Linked DNA regions of Zea mays: region 1 is linked to region 2. Evidence: chromatin contacts called from public Hi-C data. All regions are on one chromosome and are shown on one strand. Each heading gives the region's core, a stretch centred on a gene start, on an enhancer-like site or on the middle of the called end of the contact. The rest is flanking DNA. Distances are from core to core; before and after follow the strand shown.

Evidence for each region. Hi-C and Micro-C count contacts between places; a contact is called where the count stands out from the background.
Region 1: a Hi-C map of ear shows a contact between it and region 2, with 2.6 times the contacts expected there. The contact joins the promoter of LOC100280611 here to the promoter of LOC541890 in region 2. A contact is called at or near these places in 4 of 25 Hi-C or Micro-C datasets (bundle sheath, ear, endosperm and 1 more).

What each region holds. Positions count from the first base shown.
Region 1 is chr5:191,010,001-191,014,821 of Zm-B73-REFERENCE-NAM-5.0, forward strand. LOC100280611 reads left to right here and starts at 2,739. Exons shown (of 2, transcript NM_001153529.1): 1 at 2,739-2,947; 2 at 3,071-3,569. The coding sequence starts at 2,884. The coding sequence ends at 3,249. LOC100282320 (low-molecular-weight cysteine-rich protein LCR69) reads left to right here and starts at 4,819. Exons shown (of 2, transcript NM_001313845.1): 1 at 4,819-4,821.
Region 2 is chr5:190,825,185-190,830,248 of Zm-B73-REFERENCE-NAM-5.0, forward strand. LOC541890 (plasma membrane intrinsic protein 2) reads left to right here and starts at 1,261. Exons shown (of 4, transcript NM_001111556.1): 1 at 1,261-1,666; 2 at 1,791-2,086; 3 at 3,153-3,293; 4 at 3,619-3,946. The coding sequence starts at 1,348. The coding sequence ends at 3,729.

The DNA.
Region 1 (4,821 bases), core at 1,489-3,988, 190 kb after region 2:
TAGCTAGCTTGCCCTTCTAGACACTTGTACCGCAATTGTCTCTCAAGAAGAAGACCTGGCCGGCCGGCTGGGGTGAAGCGGAGGTCGACCTACTTAAAGAGCTAAAGTGCAGTCCAACATGGCAGCTTGTGGACAATATATAATCTACTGGCCAAAATACACACACGAGTGCTGCATGCACCGTTTCTTCAGTGGTGGCGGTAACTAGCTGGTAAAGAGGCCGGCGCCACTAACTAGCTACAACTACGACTTGAGTGATGCTGCAACTGTGACAGATCGAGAGCTGCATTTAGCGAAACGAAAGGGTCGGTGTAGTGGGGGTGGCATGCATGTCTGCCGCCCGATATTTACCCAGCTACTTGTCCCGGCCGCTAGCTGCCTAGCAGAATCGATTGGTCGGTTCGCACAGTCCGAATGGCACTAGTATTGCTGTCACGTCAAACATCGATCGTCGACCTACGCATCATTCAGTAACGAAAACACGTAGATATAATTGGAAAAAATATTTTATTTAATATTAGAGATACATGTAGATATAGGGCTATTAAAATAGTTAATTTAATAAACGAAAACATGAAGAAAAAAATTGGGATGATTTGGTTTGGGCTCTTGGCCTTCTGTCGCGTACCATTTATATCGGCCCAGTACAAGTGCTTTACCAACTCAAGAATCGGGCCACGAGAGTCGATAGGCTTTCTAGTATCTTGTGCTCCTTGGTCCAATAATATAAGACTGTAATCACTTTTTATTATTGTACCATAATACATCTTGTTCTATCTATACATACATCTATACATACGTACATCACATCGATGCAGTAATATAAAGAGAATTAAATATATTTCTTAGTCTTTGACCATATATGGTTACGCATTATATATTGGAGGGAGTAATTAAGGGGGTATTTCGATTCAATAAACTATTTTTATCCTGTCACATCATATGTTTAGATGATAGTTAAAAGTATTAAATTAGTTTAGCGATTACACAATATTTAATACTCATAATTGTATACGAACTAAACTTTAGTTAGGGAAACCAAACACGCCCTAACCATATAATATTCTTCGCTGCCTCTTGTCTTCTCCGAGGGCCCAGTACGTATACTTCACCACCTACTCTAGAAGGTGTCTAGTTTCCCTGACTAAAATTTAGTTTGTGTCATATCAAATGTTTGAATATTAATTTTAAGTATTAAATACAAACTTAATTAGGTTTAATAAATTTGTCTCATCTTTTAGCCTTCACGTATATAATACCTGTAATTAGCATTCAGACATTCGATATGATAGAGACTAAATTTTATAGAAGTTAGTTGGAACCAAACCCCCCTTTAATCTCTTGTCTTCTCAGCAGGAGGCATGCCGCATGCATAGCAGTACATCTCATTTCATACATTTTTGGGCTGGTTTGACGGAGCTCTCCTTACTTTTTTACTGTATATAGAAGCTAGTTCTTTTGAGAGGTTTTTTTAGCTAAAATGTTTTTTGTAATTCTCTAGAATTAACTCTATGCGCAAAGTGGCTGCATAGAGTGAATCAAGAAATAAAAACTATTTTGTAGCACCTGGTCTTGTAATTTATTCCAAAGACCCACTCCACACAATCAACATAGAAGTACCTCACTGTAAGAAACTATTTAACAGAGGGGTTTTTTTAACAATGGAAAGGAGTTCCAGCTTCGCGCTTCCTCATTAGATAAGAATTAGTCCACTGTCCACAATTATTACAAATGCAACAAAAAAAAGTTCTAGATTATTGGCCATTCCAAAACACATAAGGCCATCCATGTGATGCGATGAACATTATTCCTCCCGTCTCTATAAGCCAACGTGCTTATATGATGTGCTCCTTGCAGTCATCGAAGCGCTTGTGCAACTGGGTTATATCCTCCTGAAAGAACATACAAAAAAAAGTTTTCGGATAATAGTTATTAAGAACTAAATCATTCCTTCTGAACTAAATCAATAACTCTAGATTGGGCGGGAGCTGACGCCTCCAGCGCACGATCCAGCCGGGCCCGAAACAAGGAAGTTGGATTTCGTTTCTTGAACGACCTGACTGATAGGTGCTTTGAGCACTGTGCGGGCCGGGCTGCGGTGGAAGTCCGGGAAAACAAAGGCGTTGTTGCAGGCCGTGGGTGTGGCCGCACCACTTGTCAGGCAATCAAACAGGCCCAGGTGGCCCAAAGATCGTTGGAAATGGTCACTGCACATGCACAGAGCTCTGAGTTTCTGTCCCCGATGCGCGCGCACATCTGCTTGCCGACGGATCCGATCAGATCACTGAATGATGCATGCATGAATGCATCCACCCACAAAGAGCCAAGAAATGCGTGGCAGGAGCCACGCAAGCCGTGCAGAGCGTTACGCAGGCAGGACCGTAGGGGAGCCGCATGCTGCAACCAGAACCGAGGCCCCATTTCTGAGCGGCAGCACGCAGGCAGGCAGCGGCGTGCATTGCATGGTGTGCCTGTCTGTCCTGCTAGCTAACAACGGCTAGAATCCAGCGGGCGAATTCTGAAAAATCCGGCCCGTGAAAAAAGTCACAGGACTCTACTGTATGTCGCATGGAACGATTGCACAGCCCTGCTTAGCAGTAATCTCGAACCGTCGAACGCGTTGAGGAATCAGTTTAGTTCTCGCTAATCAGCCACCCGACCCGGGCATTAAACATCAGCTAACCCTTGGGCTCAATACCAGCGCTCTATATAAACCGTGGCTCTGGTTCCCATCCATTGCATCCCCCTTTCTGCTCCTGTGCTGCGTCCACCAGCCTCGTCGTTAGGACGTAAGGTAAGACACCCAGGGGCGAGCCAGTGAGTACAGAGAGTAGCCTTACGTAGCGAAGCTCAGAGCAAGCGAGGGTACGGTCAAGGGGGGTGATGGCGCTGTCTCGACGCATGGCGGCTCCCGTCCTCGTCCTCATGCTCCTCCTCGTCGCCACAGGTGCCCGACTCAACTCCTCGTTGCTCGTCAGTGCTGCTTGAGTGACCCTTCAAAGTAAAGTTCACAGTAATGCGACGCGCTTGGTGTTGTAATGCTTAATTTGAGTGTGGCCGGCCGGTGCAGAGCTGGGGACGACCAAGGTGGCGGAGGCGAGGCACTGCCTGTCGCAGAGCCACCGGTTCAAGGGCCTGTGCATGAGCAGCAACAACTGCGCCAACGTGTGCCAGACCGAGAACTTCCCCGGCGGCGAGTGTAAGGCGGAGGGCGCCACGCGCAAGTGCTTCTGCAAGAAGATATGCTAGTAGTAGCCTCGGCTTTGCTGGCACAAGCAGGTCGTCGGCACGCAACGCAATTCAAGCATCATATCGGTCCTCCTCCCGCGTTGCTGTCTACTCGACCCCGTTTTCTCTTTCGATCGATTTCGTTGTTTCCTGTTGCTCTCTTCTTTTCCCGCGAATAATATGCTCCATGGGATCTCACTGTTGTACTTTCTGCATCCGTTGGTAGTCAGGACGATCCTTCTTCCCGCTGTCACGTGTGATTCAAAATGGATGTACTAATGCAACTGTTCGTTCTTCCAAATCTGCTTTGGTGCTAGCTAGCTAGGGAACTTGATGACCAAGCTTCTTGTGTTTGTGAGTGCACAGAGTTCTACACACCGTGACCCGTGAGGTGTACGTGAGTCTCTCTGTGCCGCGCGACTGCCAGCTAGCTGCATAGATAATATCTTTGGATCATCAGGAAAACTGTGATCTATCGGCCCAAGCAAACAGGATGAATTTTTCTTTCAACAGGATGAGCTCTGACTTGGAGCTAGACTCTGATTTTAACAACGCTGGCACCTCCCGGTTGCTAAGTTTTTTTTTTTTTATGTTGGTTTGTGATCCACGACTGCATTTGGACACAAGATCGACTTGCTCGTCATCGACTGACGAACCAACAGCTCTGCCCGCTTTGCCGGACACCAAATGGAAACTGTCCACAACTCCGCATTCTTGCGCACTGCACATATTCGGAGATTGGCACAGCATGAACAAAAGTCTCTCTTTTTGGCCGATTTTAGTAACTTTGTAATTTGTAAATACCCTACCAGCATTTTTCCATGAAAAAATCATCGTCCATCAAGATGACGGCAGGTTTAGTACACGTTTGGATCACATGTGTTAAAAGCATGCATGGCGCTAAATTAAAGTTTAGCACTCTCAAATAGAGAACCAAAATTTAGCATTTGGATAGTGTTTCTATACCATTATATAATCCACCAGTTTAAACTTTACAAAATTCACTCAATCTAATTACCTCGACATTTATAATCTCCACTAAATCCATCAAATAAATTACATCTAGACTTAATACACTATCAAAACTAACAGTTCAAATCACCCCTCCATTTGACACCGTCGCCGCCAACCTCCTCACTCCTCACGCCTTCGCCGTCGTCAACCCTTCTCCGAGACCGTAGCATTCGTACGGGCTACATGTTAGTAGATATAAGTGCTAAAGTTTAGCATATTATATAGAAAGACATCCCTACCTCTAATTAATACGAGATGGAGAGAGAGGGAGTGGGGTGAGGGGGCGATGCTGTCTTTTTTCTCAGCATAGACTATTTTTAGCTCACGTTACCGCACCATGAAGAAGCTAAAGTTAGCAGCTCACTTTATCAACTTATTTGGATCTCCAAGTGATAAAGTTTAGCTAAAAATGCATCACTAAACTTAAGCGTCATGGATCTAAACATGCTTCGTCCCTGATTGAAGAGAGATATGACCCTCACGTTTGCCACTTCCAAAATTAAGCATTGACTAATCTAAGCTCGACGGTCGACGCCAACTGTTCATATAAATTAAACTGTCCTCCTGTGTTCCAATGTA
Region 2 (5,064 bases), core at 11-2,510:
AAAGACGAGGACAGCCGTGCTGACAGCGCATGCGTCGCAACTCCACAGCGTGCACTCGGCCATATCATTGGATTCATTTGTCTGTAGCTGCACGTATGATTGTGGTCATCTTCACAATAGGTCATCTGTTCATGACTTGTGCTTCGCTTGCATAGTTTCGTCTGATCCACCTAAGGGCTTGTTCGTTTCTGTCGGATTGCACCCGGAACCGTTCCAGCTAATCAAAATTTATACAAATTAGATAAGCAATTCGGTTAGGAATCGTTCCGATCCATCAATCCGACACAAACGAACAAGACCTAATTAATCCTCTGATCCACCTAATCCTCTGGACAAGTTGCTAGCCACAGTTTACGGCCATGTACCGCCCCACAACTAACGGCATGTTTGTTTCAGCTTATATATTATATAATCTGGATTATAATCTAAATTATATAATTCAGATTATAATCTAGATATATTATAATCTAGATGTAGTTGTTTGGTAGTTTAAATTATACAAATGTAGATTATTCATAAAAACAACAATATCCTTGTTTGTTTATTTAAGGTGAGAAAAGAATGATGATATATATTGTAATTTCTATTTACATAACTATGGATAGTGGGTTTTTTGTCAAAATAATCTCAAATAAGCTACTCTTGAGGAGATTATGAGATTATCATAATCTAGGTTTAGATTATATAATCTAAATTCATAATCTAGTTATTTGTTTACCTAATAGATTATTTGCGCTAGATTATATAATCTAGAGAGATTATAATCTAAAACAAACGGGACCAGTAACTGGAAGTAGCTAGCGGTTTTGTGTTTGTTCACAAACTGTAATATAAATAGCAACTGTAATCATTCACGCTCAGCGATAATAAGTTTGAATAAACTGATATCCGTTTTTAGTGTAGTATCTAATTATGTTAAACTTAAATAAATACGATTTAGCGTTATGTATTATATATTATATATCCGTTAGAACCAAACAGCTCAATCTTTTGTTTTTCACACCGACCATATAGAATAACCCTCCGACTGACCACTGACCACCAGTTCTGCTCTTGCGTGACATGATGATGAGGGGTTTAGTCGGTTGTGGGCGGCAAATTATATGCATAAAAACCTCTAACCAGAAGCTAAAACCCTTACCCCTTGCTAAATTAGTATTTTGTAATCAAGCGGCCGCTAAGCAAATAAACCATATCAAGGCGTCCTCCCGCGGCCCATATATATACACACACACACATCGGCTTTCCCATCTCCGGCCTCACACCGCAACCGCAAGCAAGCGAAGCGCAGAGCCTGCCTGACCAGAGCTAGCTGAGCTACAGCCAACAGCAGCTGGTCTGACTGACATGGCGAAGGACATCGAGGCATCGGGGCCCGAGGCGGGCGAGTTCTCGGCCAAGGACTACACCGACCCTCCGCCGGCGCCGCTGATCGACGCGGAGGAGCTCACCCAGTGGTCACTGTACCGCGCGGTCATCGCCGAGTTCATCGCCACGCTGCTCTTCCTCTACATCACCGTGGCCACCGTGATCGGGTACAAGCACCAGACGGACGCGTCGGCGTCGGGCCCCGACGCGGCGTGCGGCGGCGTCGGCATCCTCGGCATCGCTTGGGCCTTCGGCGGCATGATCTTCATCCTCGTCTACTGCACCGCCGGCATCTCAGGTATACGGACGTACGGTGCGCGCGGTGGCCGCTCGCCGCCGTTGCACGCAGCGTGTGCGCGTCTGCGTGTTTATTTATGTCATGTCAGTGTGTGTCACTGACACGTAGATGCATGCGCGTGCAGGTGGGCACATCAACCCGGCCGTGACCTTCGGCCTGTTCCTGGCCAGGAAGGTGTCCCTCGTCCGCGCGCTGCTCTACATCATCGCGCAGTGCCTGGGCGCCATCTGCGGCGTGGGCCTCGTCAAGGGCTTCCAGAGCGCCTACTACGTGCGCTACGGCGGCGGCGCCAACGAGCTCAGCGACGGCTACTCCAAGGGCACCGGCCTCGCCGCCGAGATCATCGGCACGTTCGTGCTCGTCTACACCGTCTTCTCCGCCACCGACCCCAAGCGCAGTGCCCGTGACTCCCACGTTCCGGTGAGCACATAATACACACACAGCTAATTCGATTACGCTACACTGCTCATAATTAATACAGTACTAGTAGAACGATAGTGAACTGTTACGTACTGTTAGTGGACAAATATAAGTACTCGCCGATGGTCGATGCTAAAGACCACTATACCAGATGAAGTGAGTTTGAGAAGCCAGAAACGGATGTCGTTAAGTAGAGCCTGCAGAAACGAGGATGAAGTGAGTTGAGAAAGGACTTCAAGCATGTTGGGTTCGCTACCTAAGTTGATACATTTTGCCTAATTTTTCTGTCTAAGTTTAGTATTCAATTCGGACGACTAACCTTATGCAAAGTGTGACACATTTAGCCACAAACCAAACATACCTTCATCTGTCCTTTCAAAGACACGTAGAGCCTGAATTTCGGAGACACGTAGAGTCTGAATTTCTACTGCTTAGTTCATACTGAATGTAGCAAGGAGCATATAGCAAAGCTGTGCAGGGCACGTGATACGACAGAAATGGTCCCAAATCCCAGCTGTGTGCAGAGCTCTCAAAATCAGGCGCATGTGAAGATGTATCTCGATGCCGGATCCCGGGCGCATGCATGAATCGGTACTGCATATGCCAATAAGCAGATCGATAGGAAGACTTGTAGGCAGCCGTGTCTTCAGTTGTCCCCGTCTTAATCGCTGCGCCCTCTACAGCGAAGGTTTGGTGGCCATCGATTCGCAAATGATTGTTGGGCTACTTCATGCGGATATAAAAGTGCAGCAAGGGTGCAAGATTCCAAGAAAACTTCTGGTCGAATGGTTGCTTGTTTTGCCTTCAGACTTGGTGACACATCCCTTTCTAGCTAGCTAGCTAGGGGGCGCCTGCGCTAGAGAACCACGCGATTTCAAAATCCTGTCATATATATATTTTTTTCTTGGGCACATTTAAAACGATACGTTTTGTCAGTAGCTGTTCGGATGGTGATGCTGTTGTGGATCACCGTTAAGAAAATTGCGATGATGCGATTGGTCGGCAAGCTAATAAAACTATAAATATTTTTTACTAAGTTTTGTTTTCCTTGGATCTATATATGCAGGTGCTAGCTCCTCTCCCAATTGGGTTCGCCGTGTTCATGGTGCACCTGGCCACCATCCCCATCACCGGCACCGGCATCAACCCGGCGAGGAGCCTGGGAGCCGCGGTCATCTACAACAAGGACAAGGCCTGGGACGACCAAGTACGTCGTCCACCTATCAGTACCCACTAACTAAATGATGACATATGCACCCACTTAACGGCAATATATACTAACTCATCCCTTGCCACACCCTCACTTACCTACCTTACCGACACCTAAAAGATGCCAACGCCTGTTTGTGAACTGCTTACTACTGCCAGCCCTGCTGTCGCACACCTTGGCTGGGTCAAGCCGAGCGTCTGGCAACACAATAATCAAACAAATCTTTACAAGATAATATTTAGCAATTAAGCAAGTAAACCAACTGCTTAGGATAATATTAGCAATATTGACTTACAATATCGTTTGTGCATTCCTCTTGCAGTGGATCTTCTGGGTGGGCCCACTGATTGGCGCCGCCATCGCCGCCGCCTACCACCAGTACGTGCTGAGGGCCAGCGCCACCAAGCTCGGGTCCTACCGGAGCAACGCCTAAGTTCCGCCCGGACGCGCCAGGAGCTGGGCACCGTTCCGATTCTGTTCCTCCACATGACGCCCTGTTCTGTTTCCGTGTGGCCAGGACTCCGCTCGCTCGCTGCTGTTTTCTACTTCGGACCAAAGTGTGACATATCTTTGCTTTCTGTATATGTATGTAGGAATGCATCATGTAAGGAGAATTTGGAATACAATTGCGTGAGTTTTTATCCGATCACAATCTATTGAGTAGTGGAATAAAAAAAAAGTCATGTCCTTTCTTTAAAAGAATGAACTTATGAAAGTAAAGAAAAGAACCTCACGAGGAACTTCGTAGGTGTTGGGCTTACGGCCCAGTTTGGTAAGCCCATCGGGGGCTCGGGTTCCGTCTCTCCTCTGCTGTACTGGCGATTGAAGCGGCCGAGATGAAGCAGTTAGGCCCAGCATAATGCACAAACATACGACCGGAAGGACACCGGTCGCCGGGCAGTCGGAAGAGACGTGGCGGCGGTGGCCATGGCCCGCCCATTCCGCCCGCCTGCACTACACTCATCGGCAGCTACGTCCATGCCGAATTCTCTAGTGTTCGATGTGACGCACACGCACAGGTATGCGCAGGGTCCATCGACCTCGTGTCCCCGTCATGACTGAAGATGTAGCCTAAAGTGGATCTGTGGGAAATGGAGTGGCGCGAGAGGATGGTCAAATGAGGTCAGTCAGGCAATTTCTATTTCGCTGTTATGGAGTTGGTAATCGAGTCTGTAATGGAGTTGTGGGCTGTTTAGGCCGTATTAGTGTCGTCTTGGGCCGTAAATAATAGGTCAGAGGAGTTCGGTGTGCCTATAAGTATTGCACTCGTCGTCTTGTGCCAGACATGGAAAATCAGAAAAGAAATCTAATCAGTTTGAATTACCCAACCACTTACCTCTGTTCTTCTCTGCTTGTTCTTGCGTCTCACGTCGCGATGATCTCCACCACTAGCCAAGGGTCGTGACTAGTGGTACCAGAGCCATCAGTCTTCGGAGGAGAGCACCACGGCGCCATCTACCAAGCCGTCGGTGCAAACACAGCTGATTCTGGAAGCCATGGCGGGAGTTGAGGAGAAAGGAGGAGCGTTGGGAGCGCGTGATGACGGCGGTGGAGCGTCTGACTGGCAAGATGGAAGGCTGATGAGGATCGGGCGCTCATGGCTCATCAACTGCAGGAAACTGAGAAAGTTGTCTCGCGTCTTCGACTCGAGTTGCTGGCGAAGGATTTGGAAGGTAACGAATCCAACTCTAAGCGAGAAAATCATGTTCATCGCTGGGATGAGAGGGGCTGAGGATTTGGCAGGGAAGGAGGTAGAGAACGGAGGGAG